2 separate regions of the Rattus norvegicus genome follow, and region 1 is linked to region 2. Evidence: chromatin contacts called from public Hi-C data. All regions are on one chromosome and are shown on one strand. Each heading gives the region's core, a stretch centred on a gene start, on an enhancer-like site or on the middle of the called end of the contact. The rest is flanking DNA. Distances are from core to core; before and after follow the strand shown. Region 1 holds the start of Khdrbs3 (KH RNA binding domain containing, signal transduction associated 3). Region 2 has its middle 140 kb from the start of Khdrbs3.

Region 1 (3,750 bases), core at 439-2,938, 140 kb after region 2:
ATGGGGCTCAGGGTCAGAAGCAGGATCTATCTACCCTTATGAGCTTACTCTGCTGGGGTTGTGCACCGAGTCCAGCATCGAGGACCACACAGATGGTGTTGCCTGCTGCCTTTTGAAGCTTCTGCTTCAGAGAGCCGCCATTCGAGGGAGACTGCCACAGAACAGTCTGGCTTTCATTTTGTGCCGGGATGCTGGTGAAATAGTACATTCTCATGACCTTACTAAGAAATGATTTTTTCTTATCTCCATGTGATAGGTGAAGAAACTGAGGCACAGATGACCTAAGTTTGCTAAAGGGTCACAACTAGTTAACCATTGTGTTTTACTGCCTCTTGCCCTTTCCATCCGAAAGAGAGACATGGGGGAGGTTGTTGCAGGAGGCTCTGGAGTCGCACCACCTTACCTGCAACCAAGTATATGCAAGGCTGGAACAAGGGATCAGATGCTTGGAGGATTCCTTCAGGAAACTTTTCTGGTGCGAAATCACCCCACAATCGTCCCAGACACCAGGTGTTGCAGACTTCTCCCTCAGACAAATTTGCAATTCTCCATGATAGCCCTAGGCTACCAAAAGCAGAATTGTGGTTCTGTGAATGGCTTTAGAGTTCAGGGAGAGGGAAAATGAAACAAGGCTTTTCTGGGAAAGTCTTTAGTACTGTCAAGGGACCCAGGTTATCAAGGTTGGGATGATGATATCCTCTGAGAGGAGGAGACTCAGAAGTCCTTGGCCTAGTGTGGGACACTTATTTCACAGACCTCAAAAGATCTACGAGGAGACTAGGAGAGCATTTGCTGGGGTTTGGTTGGGTGACTCGAGGGCGACAGAAGACATCACCACTTATGTGTGGTGTGGTAGGTTCCCTACTGGAGAGAGTTTAGAGGGGCTCATTCATCCATGTCCAGACACCGCCATGTAAGGAGAAGGGCAACCGGGAGCAAGTCTTGGAAGACAAAGACAGTCTGAAGGGCAGGCGCTTTTATGTAACCGACCTCTGCGCCAAGGGTCTCAGGAGGCTGGCGTTTCAAGTCCGGTCCGGCGCTATTTTCGTACAAATAGCAGCGGACAGCAAAGCGACCTAAGTTAGGCAAGTCCGCGGAGCTTTGGCGAACCAGGAGCCTGGTCTCCCTGCCGGTTCCCAGAGCCCAGCCTGATGAACTTGGGTTCCAAAGGCTCTGCCCTTGTCCCTCCTCCCTAGGACGGGTGACCTTGGACGCGCCACTTGACCTGTGAGCCTCAGTTTCCCAGACTGCACGTACAAGGCAGTGCTGGACGGCTTAGAGGTGCTCATCGGGGAGCCCGGGATGGAGACCCCAGGTCCGGGGACTAGAAGCGCCCCTACAATATCCCCGCCGCGGGTCCGCGCAGTCCCAGTGCCCCCACGAGGCGGCGCGCGCCAGGCGGTCGGCACAGCGCGCAGGCGCGGCGGGCGGGGCGGGGAGGGCGCGGGGCACTGCGCGGAGGCTCAGAGCGCGCGAGGCGGCGCGCGGGGCGGGTCGCAGCAGAGCCAGGCACGGTCGCCGCCAGCGGGCTAGTCCGGCCAGCGCTCCTCGGCTTCCCCGCCCGCTCCTTTAGCTCATCCCGCCGCCGTGCAGCCCGCGGCCCGCAGCGCGGTGATCTGGGGCTCCACGGGGCCGGGCTGAGCGGCCGCCGCCCGCCCCGAGCCGCCACCGCCGCCCGGCCGCCCGCCCGGCTTGGCCGCCGAGGCGCCTGGCGGGGTCCGCGCCGCCGCGGGCGGGCGGCTCGGGCTGCGGGGCGGCTGGCGCGCGCGCGCCTCGGGGCGGAGAAGCGGGCCCGGCGGCCGGCGAGCATGGAGGAGAAGTACCTGCCGGAGCTGATGGCGGAGAAGGACTCTCTGGACCCCTCCTTCACGCACGCCCTGCGCTTGGTGAACCGAGGTGAGCGCGCCGGCCGTTAACGGCACCCGAGTAGCCGGCTCCGGGGAGGAGGGAGGAGGCCCGACATCTGCATGGGACTGGAGGCGCTTCCGTGGGGACCCTGGTGGACCCAGGGGAAACTTCTGGGTGGAGGGCAGCGAGAGTGTAGGAGTCTGTGTCTAGACCGATCTTGGGTGAGCCCACCAGGGAGAGAGAGTGGGGCACCCTGGGACCAGGGGTGTTCGGGTGTCCAAGGAGCTAGAAGAAAGTGCTGCAGGGATACCGATGAGCTTGAGCGGATCGGCTGCGCAGGAGATGAAGGGAACAGGTGCTTGGGTTGTTAGTGAAGTTTGGGGACCTTGGAAGAGGTTTAGGGTCAGCTCCTTCAAGCACGATAAAGGGGAGGACTCCAGCGGCCCCGAGGGAGGAGCCCAGTCCCTCTCCCACGGTTTTTCTGTGTGTGCCTAGGCGGCCGCTGGCTGGGCAGTTTGCCGTTCCTGGGGGCGGGCACTCATGCCAGCCTGGCTGGCAGGCAGGCGGCCCTTGGAGGTCTCAGTTTGGGAGAGGAGGCCCGCCAGAGAGCCAGTTCTTGCTCGCCCTTTCTCTTTTTGAGACAAGCTGGGCGGGTGACCCTCATTGGTGTCAGGCTTAGGGTTGAACACATTGCCAAAGGAACCACCGCCTGTGCCATTTTTCACACTCCTCCAACCAGCGCGGGTGGAAAAGGAACCGGGAAGTGCCAAGGACAGGGACATTGGGGTTTATGGAGGCACGCCTACCCAAGGCAGTATTCTTCTGGTTTACTTCTCCTCTGGCTTCCTGAATCATCTGTTGGGATGGAAGGTAAATGAAGCTTGCCTTCCCCCAATCTATCTGCTACACCCGGGTCCAGCATGTTTCCCAGAAAGATGGTTAGGGAACCTCTGGTCTTTTTTTTTTTTTTTTTTTCTTTCTTCTTACTTCTTTTTTAGGGATATGGCAGAGACATCATCTGGTCAGATCTGTATCCTTTTTATGAATCACTTTGTGTAGTGGATCCTATGGTATGCTGTTCACAGTGCTGGTCCTGACTCTTATTGTTGGGAGAGAAAGATGAGGCAGACATATTCTATTTGTGTGTAGACACCTATGTTTTAGAACCACGACCCCTGCTCCTTGCCTGTTGTATACAGTTGTCAGGAGCAGGCTGTTGTCCTTTGTGCGGGTGGTGGAGAGACTTACCTTCTCCAAGAATTTAAGCTTCTTTCAATTGTTGAACAGAGATATGTTCGCCAGCCTCTCCCGTTAATGGCATGCTTATTTTGATTTCTTTCATGTAACGGGGCTTGTGAAAAAGTAATGGGCGTTCACTCTTAAATTGGCGAAAAAGAATTTTAAGTTTTACTGCCTGGTTCCTCTGAACAGTCTTGTAGTTAGGTCCCTGCAGTTAGGTTACAATTGTACTCCCCACTCCCTGTGATTTACGTGTATCATTTGCTGCTTGCCCGGGCTGTCGTCTCTGTAAGAAAATTCTTTGTACGTTGTGTGAGATCAGTGGCTTAGAAATGGTGTGGACTGTGAAACCAAGTACAGTTTTCCTGGTGAAGAGACTAAATCAAACTTGGGTTCTCCTCCACCAGGGAAACTGGTTTGAAAAGATAATGAGTTCTTTTAAAAGTCCGGCTTGTTTTCCCGTACTGTGTTGTCGTAGCCGAGTGCTGTTAAGATGTCCACAATTCTGTCGGTTCCTGTGTGTCTGCTGGGGGTAATGGTGGCCTGGGAGGTGTTTTCCGGACTTGTTTGGCTTTAACTTGGTTGCCTTGCTTTTCATCAGGACGGTAATTCTTGTGAGAAGTGCATTTCTTACTGGTGAAGGAAACGCTGCTGCTAGGATGC
Region 2 (4,111 bases), core at 382-2,881:
ATTAGCTTAGGAATCTGTTAGTGGACAGGGGCGAGTTACATAGTAGCAACCATTTCTCTGAAAAAAAAAAAGACAAGAAAGAAAAAGGGGAGGAAGAGCTACGTAGGGAAAAGTAAAGAGAGTACATCAATGAGGCCTTAACATCCGCTTTTGATCTCAGGGATCAACTTGTGGTAAGAAGGGGAACCCAGGGAAACAGATGTTACTCTTAGCTCCTAGACATGTCTGGGGGCCATTTCAACTCCTACTTTCAGTTTTTTTATTTAATTTTTCTTTTCCATTTTACATGTGTGGTTGGCATGCATGCTTTGTGTGGGACCATGCATGGCACTGTATGTGTTCATGTGTGAGTATGCATGAGCAGGCCCCAGGTTCAAGTCCACATCTGCACTGCTCTATCCCTTTCGTTCATCGAGGCTGAAGGTCTCTGTCAAACCCAGAGTTCTCTGATATGGACAGTCTCAATAGCTCGCTTGCTGTCTAACCTTCCAAGGCTAGGATGAAAGGTAAGCTACTATTCCAACCTGGCATTCATGTGGGTTCTGGGGATCTGAACTCTGGCCCTCATGTTGGGTTGTCCAGGGATTTAACTAATAAACCATTACCCCAGCCATCAACATCAATTTTCTCATCTAAAAGCAAACAGTTTTTCCTGATGGTGTGGACTGGGCCACTAAATGAGTTGTTACACATGAAGTCTCAGTCTAGAGTGGGGCTCATGCTGGGCAGGTGAAAATGGGATCTGCTTTGATGTCTGCGGGAGGATTTCCATCATTTAGGGCAGTCTAAGTGATTTCCCTAAGTTTAGTGGCTTTAAGAAACGACATTAATTATACCTCATGAATTCGATGGGTTGCAGATGCAAGCAGGATGTGGTTGATTTTCTGTTCTCTGAGGCATCCCAGGAGTCTTTTGGGGAACTTGCTCCTGAAGCATCCAGATTGCCGTGCTCAGATCTCCAGCATGGACACTGTAGAACTAATCTGAGCCTATACTCTGGGCTAGAGTTATAATGTATAGTCTTCCCAGGGTTGGAGGTGGGAGGTAGGCTCGGAGCCATTAGCCTCTCTGCATAAGGACTCGTTTTCCATGGAGTGAGTATCTCAAGAAGAACCAGAGGAAGAAGTCTGGTATTTAATGAATCCACATAAGCTACGTAACACCACATTGACCGCGTACTTGGCTGAGTTAATCATGACTGTTTACAGACTCTTTGAGCAAGGATGAGAGCATCAGGGTCTCCCTGTAGGCAAGCAAGGAGATATAAAATATCACCATGGCCACCTTTGAAAATTGCAATCTGCCAGAGATCCTACATCCATCCATCTTACTATTTTACTGTTATGTTTGTATCTATCTCAGTATGTGTCTCCATAGACAGAGACCTAGCCACTTCTTTATATAATTGAACACATGAGCACACAGAGAGCCAGAGACATGTACAAAAATACACATACATTATGTGACTGAATCATTGCTGCTAAGGAGGCAAACCTTCTTCATGTGAAGTCTGAAGTGTTTGTGCAAAAAAAGGGCTGGAAAGAGGACGGAGACGCTCGCTGCTGTATATATAGAGTAGGTTTTGCCCTTTACAATAAGATGATGCATTTCATTTTGCTTCCCCTGTTGCCATGGTATCTGTCACTTTATTTATAACTGTGTCTGCTGAGTCGTATCCATGTACTTGAGAGGCTCTTCTGTTCTAAGAAATAACATGCGAGTGTGGGGGTGGGGTGTGCAGCAGGCAGGGATCTGGGACTTTATCTCTTTCATTGCTTTTCCTGAGCCATCCCTCCAGCTCTTCAATGTCCTGCCAACAACGGAGTCTTTCTTGCATGCTGTACCCATCACCTGGACATGCGTGTCAGAATTAAAGTCTGGGTTGAGCTCCCTTTGACCTCAAGAATTGTGTCGCCCTGGGGAAGCTGTTCAGTCTGTTTGAGATCACTTTCCCTCTCTCTTACCTATATGAAATAAGAAGGCTAAAGAGGAGCTGACTAGTGTCCATTTCCAACCTTCTGTGCTCTGTGGTGCTTTCTGTGCCATCCCATGCCAGCTTCCACTGCTGTTCACTCCTTCTCGTAAATGTCACCTCCTCTGTGGAGGCTTTATTTATTCATGCACCTCTAGTAATCCTTTTGGTGCTGTGGTTATAGCTCACAGTCTTAGACCTAATCCCTTTGTTATCTTTCCCATGCTGGCTCCCCATTTGAAACCTTACTCTTAACACCCCCACAACCTCCTGCATGCTACTTACTGCCTCGCTGGTCAGAGAGAGCCCCACATATTGAGGATTAGCCTTTGCCATGTGTAACCTTAATCAAAGGAGGAATACTGGGAGCAAGTGAATTGTGTTTGTCCATGATATGCAAAGAGTTCTGGGACTCTTGGGATTTGTCCTGAAGCTGCTCTTTAAGCATTTTTTAACTTGTCTCTGTCCCTTTGTTCTACTTCCCTATATGTGGGGTTTGCTCTCAAGAAACCTCCTAAGACATCACTCTACACTTGCCCTGTCCAGGTCTGGTCCTAGGGAAGCCACCCTGAATCACCTTCAAAATAAGGTGATCCGATGAGCCGTCACCCCAACCCGAAACTCTCATTTCCTCCACTGAAAGCAAACTGGCTGTTCTTACCGAACAGTGCAGTCGGGAGGATTAAATGAAGAATTACACACCTTTTTCTCTGACCACCACCTACTTAGAGAAGGATCTTCTCCCAGTTAATCCTCCCTAGAGATGCCCTCTGAGACTGTCCTAGAGGCATGCTCCTTAGTTGATTTCAGATTCCATCAAGTTAATGATAAAGTGCCACCAATAGGACCCGCAAACATGAGCTGGATAAGGTTGACAATAAAGAGTATACCAAACTGGATGGGGATAAACTCATAAGGCTCCAAAGGAACTGTAGGCAACTGAGGAAAGCTGGGAGTCAGAAAGAGGGTCCTTCCCAGGGAAGAGCACACTTTGGTTGTCTAGTGCTAGTCCTAGCCCTAAAAACATACATACAAACATTATAGGGACTCAACAGGTTATAATTGGGAATATATATACATATATATATATATGCGTGTGTGTAATATATATTCAAATACATATATGCATGCAATAACAGTTCATGAAAAACAAAGCGATGAATGTGAAGGAAAAGTGAAAAGGGATAATGGAACGGTTTGGAGGGCAAAGAGGAAAGGGGAAATGCTGTAATTAATTTATAATCTCAAAAATAAATACACAAAGGAAAATTACCCATCACATTGATATTGAGGAAATAAAGCCTAAAAACAAATGCAATGCAGGTCTGTCTGATAGCTTCTCTGACTGTAGATATCAAAGCTGCGAATCCATTAACAATACAGGATCCTATATGCAAGCACTGCCACCTTGCACAGACAACAGACCTCACCAGGGACTATGCACTGATAAGGAAAAGCTTGTCAGAGACTTGCTCTCTGGACTTGGGATCCCCTTTCTGAAGGGTGCTAGAGGAGAGGCAAGAGGAGATTGGATGGGCACTTGAGAGAAGGCTGAGCTATATACACAGCCATTCTTTCTCTTTCTCACCATTGGATGGATACAGTAAGGGCTGGTTTTGTGCTTCTCTGAGTCAGGATCCTGTGTGAGACCCAGTACAATGCTAGCACGTAAAATGTCTAGGTCTTACTGCCTAATTCTAACTATAATTAACATTATTTTTGCCTTCAGGCCAAGAACAGTGACTTTGAAAAAGACTCAGAAAATGTGCTGGGTTCTGGGGAGTTAGTTTAAGTATCTTGAACATTTCTTCTTTCTCTGAACATCTCTTCTTTGTTTCCTCACCAGATCTTCCAGACCCAAAAGACCCAGGGCTCTGGCTTTGAATGCAGCAAGGGCAGGCTAGTGGTGGGAGGGCACACAGAGAAGAATTAGGAGACTAAACTTTCTTTTTTTTTTTTTTTTGGTTCTTTTTTTCAGAGCCGGGGACCGAACCCAGGGCCTTGTGCTTCCTAGGCAAGCGCTCTACCACTGAGCTAAATCCCCAACCCGAGACTAAACTTTCTTGAGGCTATGGGAAGAGGCCAAGAGCAGAGTACATGACTCAAAAGTCATCTTGGATGCTTGACGTTGCTGGGAGC

Evidence for each region. A called contact is a pair of places that touch in the nucleus more often than the background predicts.
Region 1: a Hi-C map of prefrontal cortex shows a contact between it and region 2, with 2.8 times the contacts expected there. The contact joins the promoter of Khdrbs3 here to the enhancer-like site in region 2. A contact is called at or near these places in 2 of 12 Hi-C or Micro-C datasets (frontal cortex and prefrontal cortex).

Annotation. Positions count from the first base shown.
Region 1 is chr7:102,725,155-102,728,904 of GRCr8, forward strand. It overlaps Khdrbs3 (KH RNA binding domain containing, signal transduction associated 3), which reads left to right and starts at 1,689. Exons shown (of 9, transcript NM_022249.2): 1 at 1,689-1,896. The coding sequence starts at 1,809.
Region 2 is chr7:102,588,525-102,592,635 of GRCr8, forward strand. It overlaps the pseudogene Tox4-ps1. Among named protein-coding and RNA genes, the nearest start is that of Khdrbs3, 140 kb to the right of the region's middle. Within about 2 kb of position 1,632, at least 17 of the 93 cell types and tissues checked have an H3K27ac peak or open chromatin away from gene starts, as enhancers often do. A contact at or near this core is called in prefrontal cortex, where this site is marked.